Linked DNA regions of Gossypium arboreum: region 1 is linked to region 2. The links are chromatin contacts, called in public Hi-C maps. All regions are on one chromosome and are shown on one strand. The core of a region is the stretch at or near the end of the contact, and the rest is flanking DNA. Distances in the headings are between cores, read along the strand shown.

What was found. Hi-C and Micro-C count contacts between places; a contact is called where the count stands out from the background.
Region 1: a contact with region 2 is called in a Hi-C map of leaf, with 2.8 times the contacts expected there. The contact joins the promoter of LOC108485459 here to the promoter of LOC108486188 in region 2. A contact is called at or near these places in 3 of 5 Hi-C or Micro-C datasets (all in leaf).

What each region holds. Positions count from the first base shown.
Region 1 is chr6:2,332,587-2,339,206 of ASM2569848v2, reverse strand. It overlaps LOC108485459 (gibberellin 3-beta-dioxygenase 1-like), which reads right to left and starts at 2,787. Exons shown (of 2, transcript XM_017789299.2): 1 at 2,205-2,787; 2 at 1,441-2,102. The coding sequence starts at 2,662. The coding sequence ends at 1,466.
Region 2 is chr6:2,142,878-2,149,214 of ASM2569848v2, reverse strand. It overlaps LOC108486188 (pentatricopeptide repeat-containing protein At3g16010), which reads right to left and starts at 4,156. Exons shown (of 5, transcript XR_008284217.1): 1 at 3,967-4,156; 2 at 3,625-3,751; 3 at 914-3,495; 4 at 681-804; 5 at 77-585.

The DNA of each region.
Region 1 (6,620 bases), core at 1,538-4,037, 190 kb before region 2:
AATTACATGACTACTAAATGAGTATTTTTTATTTGAAATGTCAAGTCAACAAATTTAACAATAAAAATTTAATAGTGTTAGCTATTAGCAGTTGGATTTGAATTTTAAAATATAAAAAGTAGAAGAACTAAACTCTTGAAAATAAAAGTATAGGGACTAAATTTTGAATTTTGAAAAGCACAAAGACTTATAGCATATTTTAACCTAATTTTATATATAGGCAACATCTTTTTTTTTTAAATGTTTACCTATAGTATTATATATTACTATAGATTCAATTGTTATGTGTTATAAATCACATATAATATATGAAAACAACATAATATAATATATTGGAAAACTAGGAAATGGGCCAAGTCAGGCTTGAGCCTTGAACGTTCAAATTCGATCTTGACTCACATCTAATTTTTTCTCAAGCTCATTTTTTAAGCTTAATATTTTTTTTTCAAAACTCTTCTAAATTTTAAACGAGCATTTGATTTGGACGAATAATTCAATAGTTATTCATTAATATCTTTTTCGTTTTGATTTATCCAAAATGAATTAGTCATAAAAAATAGGAAAATTGCCACAAAAATCACATCAAAATGTAAGACTAATATTGAGTATTGAGATTTTCCTGTATACTATAAAACTTTAACACTACTGGTAATATCGGATAACTTAAAGCAATTTTTTAATAAATGATTGAATGTACTGATAAGATATATATTCTCTTTTTGAAGATAACATTATTGAGAGAAGTAATCACGAACTTTAAATATGAATTGTAAAATAGACCTACATAATATCGAAATATAAAATTACCACCGATAATGTAACCTCCCATGAATCAAATATCATCCTTTTTTTTTTTATTTTTTCTAAAATTATTTATGTTGAAGTTTGACATTATAAAATATAAATACGAAAGCATGTTTCCAAAACTTAAAAAGTAAAAAATAGGCATATATTAATGTCCCACACATTAAATTTGGGATAAAGTATTGCATCTTTTTGTATGTTTTGATCTTATATTATTTAACAGACTAAAAATTTATTATCTTGATCAGTGTCTTATTCTTTGGATGGGGATCTTCCTCCATATCCGGGGCTAAAATGTTGTCGGTTCTAATGTCTTTTCAAATGGAATATTCAAATATTGAATAGAAAATAAAAATATATTTCCACTCAATCTCTTTCAAACAAGGACAAAAGGAGGAGAAGAGACAACCCTTTTGTCTTCATTCCTTTATATGATTTGATATAAAATTTATCCATTTAGATCCTTCTCACATGGAAACTAATGAATTATTTATAAAAATTCTTGTGTCACGAGTCTAGACTTTAGCTTCATTAAGGGATGATTGATTATAAGTAAAAATTTATAGATTAATAGTGAATTAAATATAAATTAAAGAAGAGTATAAATTTGAACCGAGGTAAAGAACAAAAAGGTGATTAAGAACAAAAATATGGTTGTCTTTTAGCCAACTTTTACGCTATTATTGTGTTCATTTACATCAACCAATCCATTTAGAGGGACACAAACACGAACCCATGAGAGTGCTTTGTTGAAATACTTTGCTTTGGTGTCTAGGTATTCATTCCAAGTAATTGGTCGGTAAAGGGGTGGGTGAGTCGGGCCTACTAGTTTAGGATGGGGTGATATTTTGACACTTGATGGTGGTCCATATAAATAGGCTATCGATAACCGGTGACGGGTCCGGTTCACCATGGCACGATGAAGGACACTGGGGTAGGAGCCATTGGATAAAATATGCATGAGGTCACCTACATTTATCACGAGCCCGTCCGGTACCGGAGGGACTTTGATCCACCCTACTCCTTCTTTTAGTACTTGTAACCCACTAGTGCTGTTTTGGTAAAGGATGGTAAGGAGGGTGGAGTCGGTATGCGCGGCGAGGCCCATAGCTCGGTCTGGGTCGGGACAAGCTGGGTAATAATTCAATTGTAAAGCAGCTGAAGCTTCTTTGAAATCACTTTTTGGGCCAGCCCATTTGATATCTTGTTTGGCTGTTATCCCTAATGAACCCAACATCAAACACATCAATCTCCCTGCTAGCTTCTTCATTTCTTGCTTGTATTCTTTAATCACATCACTGAAAAAAGAATCAAAATAAAATTTAAAAAAAAAAACTCCACTAAAACAAAATCAAACATATACTGTATATATAGCACAATGATGAAATGGGTGTTCTCACCAGTGATTGGTGTAATCATGGGGCCAAAGTTGACGAAAATGTTCATCGGGTGAACCAACAATAGTGAAACCTTCAGACCACATAAGCTTAGAGAAAAAAGAAGAAATCCTTGCAAAACCATAACCAGAGACACCATCAGGTGATCGAGCAGCTTTCAGTTTTTGGTTAACTGGTAAAGAAAAAAGGGTTCGACTGGTGGATTCAACCATGTCAAGTAGAGTAGTGGAGACACCATGGTTGATGACTTGGAAAACACCCCAAGTTCTACATGCATGGCCAATACTTTGGAGAGCATTAGGGTCATTAAGATCAATAATCGGCACGGATTCGGCTGAGGAGTCGAAGGAAGGGTAGTCAATATCGTCGCGTTGGTTCCATGCGTAGGACTCAGGTAGTTCTTGAAGGGAAGTGAAATCAGGATGAGGTCTGATAATGGCATCGGAGAGTCTCGAAGGCATAGTTAAAAAATCGAGAGCTTAAGAAAAGGGATTTGAATATGAGTTGGAAAGGAGGTTAGTGAGGGAGCAGTAGCAGAGAGAGGGGTGTACTTTTGATGTAAAAAGGGAATAGAGAAAATGAAGGAATTGAAGAGATATGATGGATTCTAGTGACTATATATAGACGACCAAACAAGAGGTTGAGAGAGAAAGAGAAGTTTTTCTTTTTAATATTTTTAAATATTTTTTAAAAGATAGATCATAGAGAAATTGATTTCATATATGGGTTAAAAGAATACCTTGGAGGGGGGTATTGGCCCGGCCCCTTATACCCCACTTTGATTAAGTTTGGAAAAGATTGATATCTAAAATCACTAAATTATTAGTAAGTTTATATTTTGGTCATTCAATTTTAAAAAGTTACAAAATGATCACTAAACTATTCAAAAAATTTTATTTAAATCATTGGATTGTTATTTTTTTTAAAAGTCCAGCTAGCGAGCCCTAAGCAATGATTTGACGATCGGTATTATGGATCATTATCCATTGACAAGTAAAAAACATATATTCGATTCAAGTCAATTAGCAATTAATGTCGGAGACAAAAGAATTGTAGAAGAAAAATTAGGTAAAAAAATGGTTTCGATTGGTGCTGGCGATGTGAGTGGAGAAGGCCATACATCAACAATTTTAATAGCCCAATGACTTAAATAGAAACTTTCGAATAGTTCGATACCATTTTGTAATTTTTTGAAGTCGAGTGACCAAAACGTAAACTTACTAATAATTTAATAACCTTGGGTGTAGTTTATCATTGATTTTAACTTGGTTAAAATATGCTATTAGTCACTGTATTTTGACAAAACTTGATATTTAGTCCCTGTAACAAAAAAAGTTAAAAATTAAATCCCAACTTTTTTATTTAAACATCTCGATCTAGTAATTAAAATTATAAATATTTTCATCAAATTTATCAATTTAGAATTTTGGTTAGGTTGTCCTCATATGATGTAGCATATGATTGACAGAAATAAATATGATAAGTTAATAAATTCTGATAGAAATTACCAACGATGATAATGATTGGATTAGGATTTTAAATGGAAAAACTAGGAGGATTGAATTTTTAAATTTTAAAGTACATGAACTAACAAATTCTAAACAAGTACAATGACTAACAAAATATTTTAACCATTTTAATTTTAAGAGATAAATATCAAAACTACCCATGAATTTTAGTTTAATGTGTGTGTGTGTGTGTGTGTTTAACTATAAGTGTCATCATTTGTTTTATTATCCGAGATTAATATTGTTTGGGCCAAGGTAGGATTCAAATAAAGACCTTCATAATGATAATTGTAGGATTCAAATTCAATCCAAATGCTTGGGGAAGAAGTCCACTCCACTTTGTAAGACCCAATTTCTGCCCGGGCTTACACCAAAATTAAAACCAATGAAATAAAATGTTCAAGTCCTTTTACAACTCAGCTCAACTACTAAAACTAGCACAATTAACAAACAACCCAAACCCCATGCCTGAATAAAACAAACGGGCCCAATGGCCCAAAACACTAATAAATTTTTTCGGCAGAAACCCCAGGTCACTAGAATCTTCAGCCGTAGTAGCCTCCAATCGATTCCTCCATACGCGTTGAAGCTTCCATGCGTGCGTAGCCTCCTCTTCATGCCATGCACACCTGTAAAATAGAATAACAGCAGCGCAAATGGACAACAAATTGACAGCAAAGAATAACAGATTACAGCAATGAAATTAGGAATTTTCTTTTTATTTATTTTATTATTTTCGGCTATAAAAATTGAATGAAATGGAATGTAAAGGGGCTTCATCTTCTTTTTCTTAGAAATATACATACATATGAGAGAAAAATAGAAATCAATTCCAGAGAATTTTGTTTCCAAAAGGTGATTTAGATTTGATTATTCTTTCGATTTTACTCTTATTTTCTGAAATATTTATTATATGAGTATAAAAACAAAAAAAAAATAAAGAAAGGGGAGGGAACTTATCTTGATAAAAGCCTTCAAATCCTTGTTTGCTTTGAAGAAATCGAAGCTTAAATAAGGATTATGAGGTCTAGGAATGGTAAAACTTTCAGATTCATGGACGAGTGGAGTCGATTAGCGTTCGTGCGACGATCGTCTACTGAAAACGGAGGCAAAACAACGGTTAAAGGATGCTTTAGGTTCGGCCGAATGAAGAAGGGAAATAGGCTTTAGTTTTCCTTTGTTTTGATTTGTTTTCAAGTAATAAATGTTAGTTTTAGGTTTTTTTTTTTATCTTGTTTTATGCAGAACACCAAACGGTGCTGGTTATGGGAAGTAGATCCACGCATTGACCCATTTTGTGACCCGGATTCGAGCTTTTGACCTTGAATGGTCAATTTGCGCGCGTGGTCCTTGTACTTTGTTGGACTATTCAATCGCGTCTTATTCATTTTGCCTTGTTTTTTTTAAATTTGGTTCTTTGATTTGTGCATGCTTTCACTTTAGCCCAAGCTGCGATATCTGGGGCATCTAGCTTTCCATTTCACCTATTTTTTGTTTGTTATCTTTGATTACCTTATTCTTTTCAGGTCACATCCTAATAGATTTCTTTCTGGGTTGTATTTGCTTGTTTGTTTCGAGCTATGTTCTCAATCAATTCCTTTCTTATCCATGGTTATGATCTATTCAAGCATTTTGCACTGAAATAACGATTTTTTGGACTAATAATACATTCATAAAGGAAGTTTTGCATATTACTTTGGGGAGTTTCTAAATAATACAGGAGCATGAAATAGGACTATTGTTTAAAACCAACCAAGCTTAAGGTTGGAAATATTTAAGCCCAAATTGGGATTATCTCCTTGGATTTTTTGTCAAAGATATTAATTGGTGTTATAATCCCGGCAAGGAATGAGCAGTGGGATTATTCTTGAAGAAAGAAAATGGTATTCTGTATTCATGCAGATATCAGTCATATAAGTCTGTTCATCAGATCAAATTGATTGAAAATCCTATACCTCTGAGTTGTCACAGGATGGATAGAGGAAATCAAATGTCTATTCCCCTGAGGTTGCAATGGGAAGTTCAAACTTTATGTCCCAAGAATTACAGTGTAAGGGACTCTGAAATTACAGCAGGGCAAGCTTGCTAAGCAAAATGTGATTGTTTCTTTGGGTTTTTTGTCAAGAATACCAGCCGAACAGGATGGCAGCATAATAAATTAGTGATGGAGCCCTGGTGAACTACGAGCGATGATACCTCAAGTTTTTTTTGTATTCATATATCATATCACATCTGGTTAGGAGCATTTGATTCATTTCAATCATAGCATCCTAATTATTTGGCATAAGCATCACATCTAGTTAGGTGCATTTGATTCATTTTGATCATAGTATCCTAATTATTTGACATAAGTATTACATCTAGTTAGGAGTATTTGATTCATTTTGATCATAACATCCTAATTATTTGGCATAAGTAAGATACAGAAAACCGAGTCTACAGGACATGTCCCAAAGGATGTTGTAGTAACATCGGTAAAGTCAGACCTTATCTCCCTGAAGTTGCAGTGGAGCAGGTTGAAGTGTCAGTTGCAGTAAAGCAAATCATAACAAGTCTTATCTCCCTGAGGTTGCAGTGGAGTAGACTGAAGATTGAAAGATCTTATCTTCCTAAGCAGTAGCAGAGTAGATCGAAGATGGCGAATCTTATCTCTATGTAACGGAAATAGAGCAGATTTTAGCCATTGACCTTATCTCTCTGAGGTTGCAAGAGAGCAGGTTGAAGAAGATGGTCTTATGTTCTTGAGGTAGCAATGAAGCAGAGTGAAGATTGAAGATCTTATCTCCCTAAACAGTAGCGGAGCAGATAGAGGATGGCGAATCTTATCTCCATGTATCGGTAATGGAGCAGATTTTAGCTATTGACCTTATCTCTCTGAGGTAGCAAGAGAGCAGGTTGGCGATTGTAGTCT
Region 2 (6,337 bases), core at 2,907-5,406:
GTAGTTTTAAGCTCTAGCTCTTTATTAGCATGCATAGTGCCTAATAAAAAGAAATAATCAAAACATAATATCCACCTTTTGAAACATCAACTTTCAGTAATCAAATGATAAAATTACCAAAAGGAGTACATGAAATCATTTTTTTAATTTCCTTTGATCTTCTTTAATACTATTGTTCTCTGTGATATTGTAATCATCAAGGGCTCCAACCTTAAGCAACAAAAGAACTTGATTTGGTATGCTGGAAGTTGAACCTGCTGCTCTTCTCCTGCTGCCTGCCAAAACTTCAACTTCCATACATACCCATTTATGACCTGCGAGTTCATTTTCCGACAATGGGGCAAGACCGATGATGGGGTGAGACCTGGGAATAGAGACATAGAAAAGAGCAAAAAGGCCATTCTTTTTTGCTTGTCAGCCGATATATTATGTTACTAGAAGTATCATGGCAGATGCCATTTCAGTTTGTACTTGGATTTAGACCAGTTCTATCTCCAAGAGGATTGAGAGAACGTTCAGAAGCTCAGTAGTAAACTCTTCCTTGCCCGGAGACGTAAAGGAATCATACTTTTTGCCACTTAATAGCTGAAGGCACAAAGCAATAAGTAGTTTAAAGAACACTATACATGGGGATAAAAAAAAGTGTTGGTGTTTCAGGAAATTAGCTGACAGCATATTACCATAGGGCTCAACATCAAGTGTTGGTTTTGTCCATATTGCTTTCGACTCTACATCATCTTTGCATGTATGAAGGTAACTCTGCTACTGGAATTTTGTTTTCTTCAATTTCTAGGGACCCTCAACCTGCAAAAGAAAAAGAAACAAGTATAAAAATCCATGAACCAAAACTGAAAAGGCTCAGAAAACGTTTTCCCATAAGAATTATAAAACTAAACCTCGCTACAAGCATTACCCCGGAAGACAGCTATGCAGTAAAGTGGAATGAACCTTCATCACCAACAAATGGATGATTCTGTGTCGACAATTACCACATGTTATCAAGAGCACACCAAAATGTCAAAATATCAAGTAGTTGATCTAAAATAACCTATAAAAGCATCAACAGTTTGTGCAGGTACGGAACAGCACCCGTTATATCCTTGTCAGGCAAATCTTCAGTTAATAATATGTTCTTAGGTCAGCTACTGAAGCAAATGTCAGCTTGTAATAATTTATATTTGAGATATTTTGGCAAACTTGTTAAGTGTTTACTTCATTTGAGAACTACAGTTAGTTTGAAGAGTGTGCCCACTCCATTAGTCTTCTATCTGTACATATAACGGATTCAACATCCCTTGGTTATCCAGATGCCAGCTTCTTCCGTAGTTTCCAGTGATATCCCCAAAACTTAAGCTTGACAATTCTACACTTAACCAAGTCAGTTTAGGACAAAATGATCTACGTATGCAGTAAACCAAGGATGGAATTATCAAATAAGCGAGAGGCAGCCGAGTTAACATCAAAATGATCATCTAAACCATATAAGCTATCGAAAAATATGGGTAATAAGAATATCATATATCAATGCTTCAAATAGCATTCTTTAATTAGCATGTTTTCAAAAAGGTCCAATAAAAAGTCTACTATGAAAGCAAAAAAGAAAACCCAAAAAAGGTAGGGGAGAAGTATGAAAGACCTAATGATAAGGACTCCATCAGAAAGCAGTAAGATTATTATCTTCATCAACCTTGCCAACTGCCTCAAGTATTGATGAGTAGGTGATGAGATCGTATTCAAACCCACTTGCTTTCATCTCTTTCATTAACTTGGAAGCCTCTTCAAACATACCAGCTCGGCTGAGACAACCAAGAACCGTATTGTAAGATACCGCGTCTGGTTTAATCTTTAAGTTCTTCATCTTTGTAAGCATTTCAATTGCCCGCTTTGGGCCACCTGTCCTAGCTAAGCCATTTAGAATGATATTGTGTGAATTCAAGTCTGGGGTGCAACCATTTTCTTCCATAGTTCTCAGCAAGGAATGAGCTTCATCTATCATGCCTGCTCTTATCATCCCTGACATCAGTGCATTGTAAGTATAAACATCAGGGTTGCATCCCAGTTTCTTCATCTCATTGAATAGATCAACAGCCTTACTCAGATGGCCACACTTCCCAAAAAGTTTTATCATCACAGCATAAACCCGAGCACTTGAATGTCCACAATTCTCTTTCAATTCCTGAAATAGCTCACTTGCTGCTTCATATCGTTTTGCCTTCCCTAGACTATTGATCAGGCTACAATATGCAGCCGGACAAGGAGGAAAGCCTTTTTCATCCATCTCTTGAAGGAATAATAAAGCTTTCTCAACTCTGTTTGCCTTGCAGAAACCATCAATAAGAATTGAATAAGTAAATGAACTGGGAACAACACCATTGGCCTTCATCTTCTCAAACAACGATGATGCCTCGGAAATTGGGGCTTTGTTGTCAAATAAAGCTTTAATTATAGTGTTATATGTTACAACATTAGGTACACATCGCCAAGACTTCATTTCATTGAAAAGCTTAAGAGCATCTTCCAATCGACCCGCTTTGCCCAAAATGTTAATCATATTGTTAATAAGCACAACATCAGGCTTACCACCTTCTTTTAACATGTTCATGAATATGCCATAGGCATCTTCAACCCTTCCGGCTTTTCCAAGCCCCTTTATCAACTCTGTGTAAGTAAAAACCGTTGGGCTACAGCCGTTCCCTGTCATCTCTTGGAATAGACCTAAAGCTGACTCAGTCCTACCTAGCTTAAAATAGATTTCAATCAAGGTTGTATAAATCTTTGGCGTAGGTTGCAACCCATTCTCCTTCATTTCCTCAAACAATCTAATGGCAGAATCATGACGACCTAACTTACTGAAAGTGGACATAAGTGCAGTGTATGTTATTGTGTCCGGTAAACAGTTACCCTCATTACACATCTCATTATAGAGTTCATGAACTTTTTCACGGTGTCCTTCTTGCATCAACATCAAGATTATAGCATTATAAGTACTAGCCGTTGGCTTGCACTTGCGGCTTTTAATCTGATAAAAGATGGAGAGAGCCTTGTTCACCATTTTAGCCTTGCCTAATATTCTCATAATTTCGGATAATTCAGCAGGACCAACAACACACGTACTCCGGACCATGTCTTGGATAGTTTTCCACATTTCACCAACAAGTCCCGCTTCATCTAAACAATGAATCAAAGCCAAGTATGTCGTAGAATCATGTTCAAAATTCCTTCTTTTCCCAGCCCACTTGAAGAACTGGATCTTGACATTAATCTCTACATCTATCATCAAAACCTCTCGAACCAACTGATGATCCACCTTCAGCTTTAGCACTTCCAATGTCTTCTCTGCATCAGTCCCCCACTTAAATATTTTTAAAATTCTTATAAACCTCTTGTCCAATGTTCGAGCATAAGGATTCTTCTTCGGAAAATTCCGGTTAAAAGCCCAGTCCCGCATTTCATTCTCTGGAGCAGGCAACTGGAACATCTGCACTATCTCATTATCTGTCAGCAAAATCACCAATTAGCAAATTAGCTTTCATACATTTCATTATATGAAACCCTAAACTTCCCACCAATTTAACACATTAAAAAAACGAATTAATCAACAGAAAAGGCTTAAGGGAAGGTAACCTGTTTGCTTGATTCTTTGGCAGAGGCAAGCCGAAGTCGATATACATCGCCTCAAAGCAAACGCCGGCAGCATTATAGTTTTCATTATACAGCTAACAATGCATATCAAGTCGCAGCAGGTGAATAACTAAAACAGGAAAAAAAACAAAAAACAAAATGCCTTAAGTATATAAACATTAATGCATATAATAAGCAACAGAATGAAAATTAAAACCCTAATTTCCACAAAGTAACAATTTATGTTTCATCCTATAATACCGTCTTCTCTGAAATGCAGAAAAATAAAGATAATATGGGGAAATCAAGAAATATGGCTATGGAAAAATAAATTTTAAAAAATACCAGTTTTAAGTATGATTGAACTTCAATGGTATGGTGAAGATAAACAAAGGCAAATGTAAAAGAATAATAGAAATCGATGAACACATGAAGGAGCGGAAATTGAAAGGGAAACAAAGAGGAAAAGCGCCTTCAGCTGTCAGTTGGTCACTTGAAAAAGGGCCAAAGTGCGGTGGGTTGGATTGGAAACGCATGGTGTGGCGGCCCTTGGGCTATTTTATTGGTTTACATTCGTGGGGGATTTTTAGGGGGTTAAATACACCCAAGTCACTAAACTATTATTAAGTTTACATTTTAGTCACTCAACTTTAAAAGATTACAAAATGATCATTAAATTATTCAAAAATTTCCATTTAAGTCATTGAACTACTTGAAAGTTTTTATTTAATTCACTTAACTGTTAGGTTTATTTTTAAAGTTTGACTAACAAGTTTCAAGCAATAATTCGACAATCAGTATAGTGGATGAGTAGAATTTAATTCGTGAATTTATGATGTTCGAAATTATTTCATGAAAAAAAAAATTGAACTATAAAAGAGGAGGGGAAGTAGAACTTTCTATTGATGCAAGCAAACTTGAAGTTTCAAATGGACAGCAGTTGGAGTCCATTTGAGTTTTGATCAATGGCAGCTCCTTCAATCATGTCATTTTGTCGATTTTGAACAATGCTTAATAATAAAGACTATTGGAAGAAGTGTTCTCTAGGCTTGATAGAAGGTTGAGACTTTGATTCATTAGTTAGAAAAATATTACTAGGATAGACACTGTGAATCGAATGGTAGAGAGAAAAAATTCTTTTAATAACACCTATAGTATAGGGATTAGATCCCCGAAAGATGAGTTATTTTTATATAATCCAGATGGTATTGGCCATAGCAATGTAGAAGTTTCGTGAATCCTGAGGATGATGCTATTTCATTGAGAGGAGAACCAAACCAAACTGCCCAAAATGGCAGCAAAGACAGCCCTTTGTCAGCCTTACGCCAAGAGTTGGTCTGAGGCTCTTTTAAAACATATTGCTTTAAGACATTATATTTTGGCTGCACAAATCAATAAACCAAATCGCCAGACCAGTAATTTCTGCATTACGTGAATTAGCCTTCGGTTTTATCAATTTCCATTGGTACTTTATGATTACCTACTGTAGAATTTTCACTGTGGTCAGGGCTACGATTAGAGCTTACGTTCGGGCTATCATTGGCATCTGCACCCTTTGGTTGAGCCTCATTTCATGGAGGAGGTGGGGTTGCTGGTGATTTGGGTGTTGTTGGTTTAGTCGATTTAGGTTTCGTCAATATTGGTCAATTTTGAAATCTCAGTTTCGAATATCATATATTCATAACGACAACTTTATATCTGACTCTTCATTGATATAGCTCTCCAAATATATGAAAAAAATTTAGAAAAGTTCGTTATACGATTAATCGATCAGTTAATGAAATCGAACAATTATTAATTAAATTAATAAAATTTTATCCTTTAGTCATTAACCAAATTGAAATATTTTAGTTAATTTAGTCGGTTAATCGAAATTTATATGTTTTGTTTTGTTGTTGTTAAAACAAGTATAAAACATATAAAAGTAATAAATTTATAATGTTCATTTGACCAAATTAACCAAACTAATAATAGCGTAATACATATAATATATAATATTATTTATTAAATTCGTTAATTACCCGATTCGAATCGAATTAACCGTTAACTGGAATTCAAAAAAACTTTTAACTTACCTTCGACCAATTAACCAAATTAGATAGGTTCAGTCGGTTAATTCAGTTTTAACCAAAGTTTGATCACTCCTAGTTTCCGTGGTGGACACATATTTGGGATGAATATGAGTAATATAGGTGTAGGGTAGAGAAATATTAAACAAGAATCTAAGTGCAGAATGAGATATATGTCTAGTGTTTCTATCATATTTCATATTTGATTCGACCGTTGGATCTGAATGCATGATATTACATTACGTTGTCGGAGCAACTTAGACTATTTCAATTCATTTACGAAATAAATTAAACAATTAATCATGATATAAAACATATCATTTATAATTCTCAATTACTCAAAACAAATAAACCGATTGGTCTCATAGTGTCATTCACCTCCAAATCATATGTAAACATGACGTAATTCTAACCATTTTACCAATCACAAATATATTCATGCATTACAAATCCAACAATCTCAATTAAGCAGCCATGAGATTATATGAGACCAATTATGAAGTCAAGCTCCGAATCCAACTCAAACTAACAACATCTAGCACTGTGCCTCAAGACATATAAGGTCATGTGTCTAGGTTTGTTTCCCTTGTTTCAAATAGTAACTTTAATGTTTGTCTTTATCGAGATAATAAAATATTTATCTTGAG